Linked DNA regions of Mus musculus: region 1 is linked to region 2. The links are chromatin contacts, called in public HiChIP or PLAC-seq maps. All regions are on one chromosome and are shown on one strand. The core of a region is the stretch at or near the end of the contact, and the rest is flanking DNA. Distances in the headings are between cores, read along the strand shown.

Region 1 (4,931 bases), core at 139-2,638, 120 kb before region 2:
GTGGTGTGACAATATTCTCACATGACAATTTTCCACTTGGTAGGCCACATTAAAATAAATCAATAATAATGAGCTTTAATTCCAGTACTTGGGAGGCAGAGGCAGGAGGATCTTTGTGAGTTCAAGGTCAGCCTGATCTACCAAGTGAGTTCCAGGACAGTAAGGGCTACATAGAGAAACCCTGTCTTGAAAAACCAAGAAATAAAAATAGATAGATAGATAGATAGATAGATAGATAGATAGATAGATAGATAAGAACAAAGAAGAGCAGGGTGTGGTGGTGAAAGAGTAACTTTAGCACGTATCGGGTGGGGGTAGAGGGTCAAGAGTTCAAGGTCATCCTTGGGCTACATAGCGAGTTCAAGACCAGCCTGGGCTACAGGAGAGCACGTGTCAAAACAAACAAATGAATGAATAAATAAACAACCTCAATCTCAAATCAAACCCAGGTAAGCTAGCCAAGCCTTTGTTGTAAAATAAAAGTTTTCCTGATAGTAAAACCGTCAGTGAGTCGCAATACACATGCTGGGCTCTGCCTCAACCGTAGGCTGCCAGTGGCCAGCGCACCTGGGGGAGGCTGGGCTGAGCAAGGGTGTTTGGCTGGCTGTGCAGTAAATACATCGGAAGGAAGGCAGTGAGGAGTTTGTGGGAGCACTCACAGGGGCGAGGGGCGTCAAGTGGAGGCCAGAGCTGATTGATGTCCAGGTTCTTTCCTCAACCACGTCTCCATTTTAGCTTTTGAGACAGGGATCTCACAGAACTGGGAGCTTGGTGATTCATCTAGACTGCTGATCAGGGAGTTTTGGGGGTCCTCCTGTCTCAGCACCTCACTCTCTGTCTGTCTCTGTATCTCTGTGTATGTCTGTCTCTCTCTCTCCTCTCTCTTCTCTCTCTCTCCTCTCCCCTCCCCTCTTCTCCTTCTTCCTCTCTCTCCTCTCTCTCTGTCTCTATCTCTGTTTGTCTCTGTCTGTATCTGTGTCTCTGTCTCTGTCTCTCTCTGTCTCTCTCTTGTGGGTTCTGGGATTCAAACCCAGCTCCCCTAACTTGTGCAGCAAAGCACTTTACCTTCTGAGCCATTTCCCCAGCCCATAAATACATTTCTTACTATAAAGTCTCAAACTTCTGTTATGACTCATCGTAATTGGACAAGCGCATATTTTTTTAATTTCTTAATTTTATTTCCTCTGGCAAGGCAACTGTAGGTTTACTTTTTATTTTGGCAGATCGGATTTAAGGAGAATACAAAGGAAAATGATGAATATCGATTCGGACACAAAAGTAAATATTTAGAAAGACTGTGAAAAGAAACCCCAGCAATCGCTAGAGACTTCTAAGCTGCAGATTCCTTTCTTCTGAAGTCTCTGGGGCCGTTTCCCAGAAACACTTTCCCTCATACACTTCCTGAGGTGGCCGGGCCCTGCCTGGAACACAGAACACACAGCTTCCAAAGCTGGGCCCACACAGATGCACATCATGCCTGCTGAGGTAGCCTTCACTTCCTAGAAAACGGACTCTCCCCCCACCTCCTTCCTGCCTCCCGCACCCAGCTCGCAGGCTGCTGTACCTTCCTCCAGCAGCTCAGCTAGCATGCTTCCTGCCTGTCTCTGGAGGATCCTCCTCAGGCTCCAGGCTCCACAGTAGCTTCCCTGCCTCGGCCTGTGTCCAGCCTGTGTGTATAATATAGATTATATTGTTAACTGTCATGTGCTGTTGGAGCTCACCGAGAAACCACCTATGGAGGTGAGGTTCACCCTCTCACCCCCATTTCACACCCAAACATGTGTGTCTCAAACTATCCTCTAAGGCCCCTTTGTCTGGGGATGGAATGGCACCCTAACTCTGTGAAGGGACACAGCAAAGCAGCCAGAGGATAAAAACATTGTGTCTTTAAACAACAGCTGGAAGGTAACCATTCCCAGCAGACATTGCTATGTTCATCCCATGACATAAGAGCCATCTTCAGTAGGCCTCTGCCAGATGTTGTAACCATCCGTATTGTGCTTTTAGTTTTGGTTTGGTTTGGTTTTGAGACAGGATCTCACTATGTAGCCCTGGCTATCCTGGAACTCACCGTGTAGACCAGGCTGGCCTTGAACTCTCAGAGATCTGCCTACCTCTGCTGGGATTAAATGTGGGATTAAATGTGATTAAATGAGGGGACCCTCTGCTCTGCCTAAGATCCTCTCTAGTGGGAGCTCCAGCTGGTTGCTAAGGCACCCTGAGTCCGTTTCTGCTGGGAGGATTTGTTGTTGTTTTGTTCTGTTTTTTTGGTGTTTTGTTTGTTCATTTGGTTGCTTGGTTGGTTTTGTTTTGTTTTCCCTGAAGACAGAGTTTAGTCTGTGTAGTCCTGGCTGGCCTAGAACTCACTCTGTAGACCAGGCTGGTTTTGAACTCAGAGACCCACCTGGCTCTACATCCAGAGTGCTGGGATTAAAGGCATGCGCCACTACAGCCTGGCTCTGCTGGATGTTTTGAACATTCAATTTGATGTTATTTTGATATATCTTTCTCTCTTTCTCTTTTATTTTGACCTGCTATATACTTAATAAATTCACTCATTCAAAACCAAAAATATGACTCCCATAGATCATTCTCAGAACCATACACATCAGTGTGACAGGTAGCGACAGCGTGGGAAGCTGGGAACGAAGACTGGGTTCCGAATTGTTTGCTTGGAACTCTCGCTCTACCTTGGATTTCCATCGTTGTGACCCTGGGCCTGTGCAGTAAGCTCTCTGGTCACTCTTCGATCTGCTATACTGCAGAATGGGGATGTCAGGACCCAGGACCCCTGTGTATGCAAGGCACTTGAAGGAAGCTTGGCTGTTAGACCATCTAGCCAGTGGGCTCTTGGGATCCATCTGCCTCCACACCCAGGGCTGGGGTTGCACAGGTGCTGGGGATTCAAACTCAGGCCCTCACCCCTACAGAGTAAAACGTCCTACCCTCTGAGCCATTTTGTCAGCTTCAGCTTGAATCTTAGAGTTGATACCATAGCCCTCTTGGCGCCTTTTGCTTCTCCCTGGAGTTTGCTAAGACAGTATATAGGTCAGTCTTGCCATGATGACCATGTGTCCCTTAAATCTAGTATAGCACCTGGTCCACATGAACTTTGACCCATCCAGCTGTCTTCATGCTATAGCTCCCAAGAGGCCTCTACACCACTGCCTCCTTTCAGCTGGGCTCAGAAGCCACCGCTCCATCCCCAGCTGTGAGAGATGCCTAAATAAACGATCCCTGTTCCAGTCACCCACTCTGATCCCACCATCGTCTTACAGCCAGAGTTCCTGTTGGCCTCTGAGGCAGTGTCATACTGAGGCAGCATCCAGGTGATCCATTATGACCGAGACCCAGAGAGGGCAAGTTACTTCCTCATAGTCACACAGCCAAGAGTGCTGGGAGATGAAATATCAATCACTCAGAACTCCTTGGTTCATCTCACCCTGGGTCCCAGGGCCACTGCCCCCCTTTAAGGGACCTCTGCCAGCTAGCCATGTGGCCACTCATCTCTCCCAAGAAGAGTCGAAATGGGGTGGGCTCAGCTTTTGCCCTTATTCTTTGCTATAAGCACATCCTGCGCCCATCCATGCCTCAGTTTCCCTTCTGTGAAAAGAGTAATCTCAGCAAATGAAGGTAAATTGCCGCTCTGGCTGACTTAGCTGGCATTTTCCTTTGGTCTGTCTGTCTGTCTGCTCCAGAACAAGTCTGGAGGAGTGGATGTAAAACTGACAAGGCTGGACCTTTGCCTCTGGTTGTCTTCACTTTCTTTTTCAGAGACAGGGCCTCACCATGTAGCACAGGCTGGCCTCAAACTTACAATCCTCTTGCCTAACCTCAGAGCCGAGATGACAGGCATGTACTAACTAAGATGCTTCATATTTCTTGCTATAGGACAGCAGCTGAGGACACTGTCTAGAGGCAGCTCGTTAGCCATCGTGAAGGGTGTAGATCAAGTGTGACCTGCAGCTGGCTGGAATGGACATGGTACTGAACGATTAAGGGTTTACGAAGGCCCCAGGGACCCTCTGACTTTACCCAGTGGGCAGGAGTACCCGTAATCACGGACAACTGTCTACAGAATGCACCGTACCCTCAAACGGACGGCACCACCTCCTCTCTGCTCCCTCATTTCACAAAACAAAGAAGCCGGAAGGGAATGGGATGTTTACTGAGCATGCCCAAGCAAATCCCCCAGACAGAACCCAGGCTGCGGCTCTCAGCTCAGCCTTCTCCCTTCCCCTGCTCATACTAATCATTTAGATGGCTTTATTGAGATAGAACTCACATGCCGTACAAGTTAGTTCAATGGCCTCCAGTCCAGACAACTGCACCCATGAAGACAGTCTACAGAATTCCCATAATCCCCTAGTTCCAACTCCCCATCCCTCCGCATCTCAAGGCCCAGGCAGCCACCTGTCTCCTTCCTCTCTATAGGTGCATCACACATTCTGACAGCTTTGGTTTCTGTTTTCTTCCACTTAGCCTATTTCTGTCCTTACTGTAGCGTGTATCAGGGCTTCGTTCCTTTTCACTGCCAAGTAATACTCCATGGTCCATACAGCATAGTTTATTGGTCTCTTAATTAAGTTAGTGGGCAGGTGGGTTGCTTTCACTTTTTCTCTCCTGCGGATGACGGCACCGACAACATCACTGAACATCTTTCTGTGTCCACGGGTGCTTTTCTCATGGATTTTCTGGTTCATACAATAAGTACGAAAAACTCCTTACTTATCACTTTGGTCTTCTGAGCCTGACTTTCTCAGGCTACTAATGGGGAAACAGTGTGTGGATAAACCCAAGGCTTCCAATGTCCAGGGTCCTGGAAACAAGCCTGCCCCTTTCCTGTCCTCCCCACATCCTCTCCCCTCCTCTCTTTAGGCCATTCTTCAGAGAGCGGTGGGACAACTCCTCTCTAACTGCTGGGTCTTGGG
Region 2 (5,237 bases), core at 1,577-4,076:
TCCTCGGTTAGCCTATGGCATCCCCTCCTGGGTACCCGCAGGCTCTGCTCATGCTGTACCCATCTCTGTATAAGGTACGTGCCTACCCACTATTCAGAGTCCTGCCAGAGGGGCATCTCTTCTTAGGTTTCCAAGGCACCTGTGCTCACAGGCAAGGAATACAGACTCCTCTTGGACGTGCCCATTTACTCTAAATATGAGAAAGAGTTGCAGGTTGAAGGCTGGCCCAGGCAGCTTAGTGGGATCCTGCCTCGAAGTGAAAAAGAGAGCTGGGGGTGTGGCTCAGTGGTAGAGCCATTGCTTAGCATGCATGAAACCATGGGTTTTAAAAATCACAGTATTAAATCTCCTCCAGAGGCCAGCAAATGGCTCAGCAAGTTAAGGTACTTGCTTCCAAGCCTGATGACCAGTTTGATCACACTACAGAAGGCGAGAATCCACTCTGACAGTTGTCCTCTAACCTCCACACGCATGCTGCAAAGGCATGCTAGAGTGACACGCTGCAGTGAGCGGATTGTGAGCAGATATAGCACGGTGGTTTGGTTTGGGTGGATATTACAGGAAAGAGGAATTTCCCGGCAAAGAAAGCACATGCAAAGGTCCTGGGGCAGGAGGGACCGTGAACCCTGAGGGATTCTGAAGCCAGGTCTGAGTATTCAGGGCTCAAAGATGGGAGAAGAGGTGATTACATTTCTAGTCAAAGGGAAAATAGTGGTGTAGACCCCAGTGCCCACATAATAACCTGGATGTCGTCGCATACATGCTCACACACCCATCACGGAGCCGAACAGGCATGGGAGAATCCCTGGGATATTTCTAGCCTAGCCAATAAAATGCAAAATCCAGATTCAGGGAGAGACCCTGGCTCTAAGGAGTGGACGGAAGTTATGAAGGCCCTCCTCCGGCTTGCATGTGATGCAGGCACACATACACAGGCATGTGCCGTGCCATACACACCTCACATGTATACATATACAAACATGGACATTCCCTAACACCACATCACAAGATACACACACATGCATATGCATACACATGCGCATGCACACGCATGCACATACACGTGCATGTGCATATGTACACACACATATGTAAATAAAGGCAGAGATGAAAACATGGCTGTCCTACCCCTCAGGAAAGACTCTCTCGGCTGTTCTGAGGAGCACCCCAGGGCCTGACCTTTGACCTGAGAATCCGGGGTTTACTGAGGGTTTGTTTGTTTGTTTTTAAGAAAAATGAATAAACTGATTCCGTCAAAACCAGAGCTTTGACAGACAGATGAGCTGTGGCACCGAGGTGACTTTGCAGGGTGTGAATTCCAGCGGTTCTGCTTCATACTTCTGGAAGGGTGACAGTGTAGGCTCCTTGGCTTCAGGCTCTCATCGGTGAGATGAGGGGCTACAAGTCTGCAGTTAGAGTTGGTGGGCGTGGTATGTCTCCCACTCATAGAGAGCCCAGCACAGGGTCTTGCTATAGAGAGAGGCAGACAAACACTGCCTTAGGCCGAACCACTTAGGATGTACTTTTATGCCCCAAGAGCGGTGTCTACCGTGCCTCTGGCTCTGGGGTCTGAGTTTGGGAGCCTAGTTTTGTACTGTCTGTGTGCAGAGGTGTCTGTCCATATTTCAGCCCGAGCAAGCAGATACATGAGCCCCGTGTGCTTGTGTTCATTGTGGTTCGGGGATTGGTGTGTGCAGGCACGGAGTGAATGCATTTCTCTGTAGAGTTCTGGGTATGGATCTACACAGGAAGGGAAGCCCACCCAAGCCAGCACAGCAAATCAGAGTCAGGGGGTGAATGCCCTGGCCCATCTCCCAGCTCTGTCCAAATCCCCGGAGATTTGCAAAATTGCTCCAGAGAATCTTCCCCAATCCTGAACCTGTCTGGAGCCCAGCTAAGACTCTGAGCAACAGACTTCACTTTGACTCCTTCTTCCCAGACACAGGCACAAAGGCACACACAACTCTCCTAGAGGTCCCGTTCCCAGGTGCAGTCCAGGAAACCCATGCACAGAAGTAAGCCCTCCGCCTTCTCCCCAGATGCCTCTACACCTCATGCCCATGGGAAGGCCCCGTGCCAAACCACCGTATCTAAAATAGCAAAGGCACCCAAGATTTGGTGAGCAAGTCCCTCGAACCCACTCTCCTGCCCTCAGGGTCCGCCCTTTCTCAGCACTACTGTTCTGTGCTGGGTTGGGGCGGGGGGGGGGGGGGAGGGGGGGGGACACGACGACTTTGATTTCCCTCTCATTCCAGACCCCCTACAGGACACAGCACTGTCAGTCAGCATAAAGTTTAAAGCGCTAAAAAAAAAAAAAAAAAAAAAAAAAAAAAAAAAACAACCAAGTTTTCTGCAAGGCTCAAGGTCCAGAACTCCAGTTCAAATTTGCATACTGGTTTGGAGCGAGATGAAAGCGTGCATCTCTGCAGAGAGGCCCAGGCAGGACGCGAGGCCCAGGGGTGGATCTGAGCCCCACTCTTGCCCTAATTCTGCGGGAGCTGCGCACGCAGTTAAGCAACGACCCACACCAGGAACCGAGGGTCTCTAGGTGCGTGCGTGCGTGCGCGCCGCGTGTGCACACACAGACACACACACACACCCGGGGGCGCGGGGGGGTGGGGTGGGGTGGGGGCGTGCTGGAGAAAACCCAGCAGAGTGAGGTGGTCCAGGCCCAGGAGGGCGTTACCATGGTGATGCTCCTCTGGTCCCCGCGTTGGCAGTCTCTGTCCCGCGAAGCTCTGGCTCTCCTAGCTCTGGAGAGAGTGCGAAGGGCGAGAGGAGTACTCCTAACCCGGCCTCATCCCGAGGGGCAGCCAGACCCGGACAGGGAAGAGGGAGAGGGGACCCAGGCTGAGGAGGCGAAAAGGGGGGGGGGGGAAGAGGCGGGCCACCCCGTGGGGGGGGGGCGGGGCGGCGGCGGGACAGCGGCCCTTTGTGCGACGCCTTGCTCTGCGCCGCCCTGCTGCCGCCGCCGCTGCGGGTGACAGGAGCCCGACGTTGGTCCACTCCGCACCCCCTGCCGAGGCCACCGGAACAGTCTAGGGGTGTCTGGCGCTGCCCAGCGCTCCCTCCAGCGTCCCCACCCAGGACTGCTGGCTTCTTGTTCCTATCTGCAAGTCATTTTGTCTCCTAAGCCTCAGTTTTTCAACTGTAAAATAGGAAGGTGGTGGAGGTGATGCTGGTGAGGATAGCACCCCTTCCTGGAATTGGGGAGTAGATGTCAGCATCAGTCCTGACGGCCCAGTGTCAGGCTTGGGATGGCGGCTAACACACACACAGAGCCTTCAAGAACTTGAAGCTCCCATGGCAGACACCCACATTGCTATGAGGCAGGGTGCCCCAGACACCCACCACGCCTGTGGACTCCCTACCACGGAACCAATCGTGGAAGGAGAGGTGGGCTGTTTGGAAGCCCCTTCCTGAGGTGTTCTGTAGTAGCTTTCCCGTTGGATGACTCTGGAATCGAGCTTTTTATTATCAAATACTGCACTGAGCCAGAACGACACAGACTCCCTGTCCTTGGGGAGCGATGGAAGGGGGTGGGGGTTGTCACCTACGGGGAATGGGAACAAGAACGAGAGGAACAGAAAAAATAACCGTGAGTTAACTGCTGAAAAGGAATGGAGTTGATCAGAAACTCCCGAGAGGGGGCTGGAGAGATTTGGCCACCCTTCTCCAAGACACAGGTTCAATTCCCAGCACCCATATGGCCATTCACAACTACCTGCTAAGGGAATCTAAGGCCCTCTTTAACCTCAGAGGGCACCAGGAACACACATGGTACACAGATACACACTCAGGAAAAATATTATTATTATTATTATTATTATTATTATTATTATTATTATTAGAATGACGAGACCTGAGTGAACAGAGAGGGGCCGCAGGAAATGGAATTCCAGGCAGTGGGAACAGGCCACGGGAGGCCTCCAGGGGGATGGCTTAAAAAGATTGGGACAAGTAAGTGGAGACCGCAGGATGGCATGGTGGTAAAGGCTTCCCTTCTAAGGCTTATCCACAGTCATGTCCCCCTCACCGCACCCTACCCCACCCATTGATTATCTAGTCTCTTCACAAGAACCTGTGCTAGGAGCCATCCCAAATCCTTTTTTACTGAGGGACTAGTAATTCCCAACTAGTAATCTCACTCTGCTGTGGGGCTCCGAGCATTCCTTAGGGATGTTATTTAAACATCAGATAATCCCTCCCTAAGAAGCAGAGAGGGGAGGGGGCTTTTGTTGTTGTTGTTTTGTTTTGTTTGAGAAGGGTCTTATGTGTCCCAGCCTGAGGTAAAATTCCATATGCAGCTGAGGATGGCCTTGACCTTCTGACCCTTCTGTCTCTGCCTCCCAAGTGCTGAGGTCACAGGCATGCGCTGCTACTTGTGTTTTATGTGGGTCTGGGCCTTTGTACACGCTAGGCAAACACTCTGCCAACAGCCCCATAGGAATGCATTTGTTTAAGGGGAAGAAACAGCCTTCAGTTTACTGTGCAGAATTCAGCTGGGAGGTGGGGTTGTGAGTTCCGCGGACTGCAACGAGGAGACACAACTAGCAAAAGGGTCAGTTTTCCAGGGTCACGGGAGACAGAAAGGATTCTGAACTAAGTAAGCAGAGAAAATGGAATTGAAAAGGCCTTAGGAGCTTACAGAGTCTTTGAGAAAGCTTGGGTCTCTCCTCCGGGAAGGATGCTCCAGGAGTCTCACCGTCGGGAATAATCTAGAAGCCCCTGAAAACCTGGAGGACGACTTCAAGCTGTGAGCATGCTAAAATGGAACTTTCTGCACATCAGACACTCTCACAAGTAAACTGTGGGGCGGACCCAGCCACTGGCAACACTTGAGAGATGAAGAGCCCCAGGCAGAGCCTAGGGGGTGGGGTGGGGGTAGAGAGCTGCATTCCTGGACTGAACAAGGCCTCCATTCTAGAAACCACTCCATTAACTACCTTGGTGTGCTGCCTGCATGAGTCCCAGACATTCCTCTTGCCTGGGTCACTGTCCTTAAGCCTTAGAAGGACAATCCAATCAGGCCCAGCTTATGTGTGCTCAGGAATCCAGTAGAACTGTCCAGATGAGGAAGAGCTGGTCATCCAAGAGGAGACTAGATAGGAAGGAGGGGAGAGGACGTAAAATGGACTCTAAATGACATGGGCCAGTACAATCCACTGCTGGGCTTCTGAGCAGCCATCACACCCTATGCCTATGTAGTTCTTCCCAAAATGTGCTGTGTGGATGTG

The links. HiChIP or PLAC-seq counts read pairs in DNA pulled down with a chosen protein or histone mark.
Region 1: a FOXA1 HiChIP or PLAC-seq map of pancreatic cancer cells shows a contact between it and region 2. The contact joins the enhancer-like site here to the promoter of D630003M21Rik in region 2. A contact is called at or near these places in 2 of 39 promoter capture datasets (embryonic stem cells and liver), 2 of 115 datasets of contacts at active chromatin or transcription factors (embryonic stem cells and pancreatic cancer cells) and 3 of 9 other capture datasets (adipose tissue, embryonic stem cells and macrophages).

Annotation. Positions count from the first base shown.
Region 1 is chr2:158,108,268-158,113,198 of GRCm38.p6, forward strand. It overlaps Gm34458 (a long non-coding RNA gene), which reads left to right. Exons shown (of 2, transcript XR_001783529.1): 2 at 3,892-4,558. Among named protein-coding and RNA genes, the nearest start is that of Gm34458, 5.5 kb to the left of the region's middle. Within about 2 kb of position 1,389, at least 70 of the 459 cell types and tissues checked have an H3K27ac peak or open chromatin away from gene starts, as enhancers often do. A contact at or near this core is called in adipose tissue and pancreatic cancer cells, where this site is marked.
Region 2 is chr2:158,226,398-158,231,634 of GRCm38.p6, forward strand. D630003M21Rik (RIKEN cDNA D630003M21 gene) reads right to left here and starts at 2,827. Exons shown (of 14, transcript NM_177657.5): 1 at 2,687-2,827. The coding sequence starts at 2,689.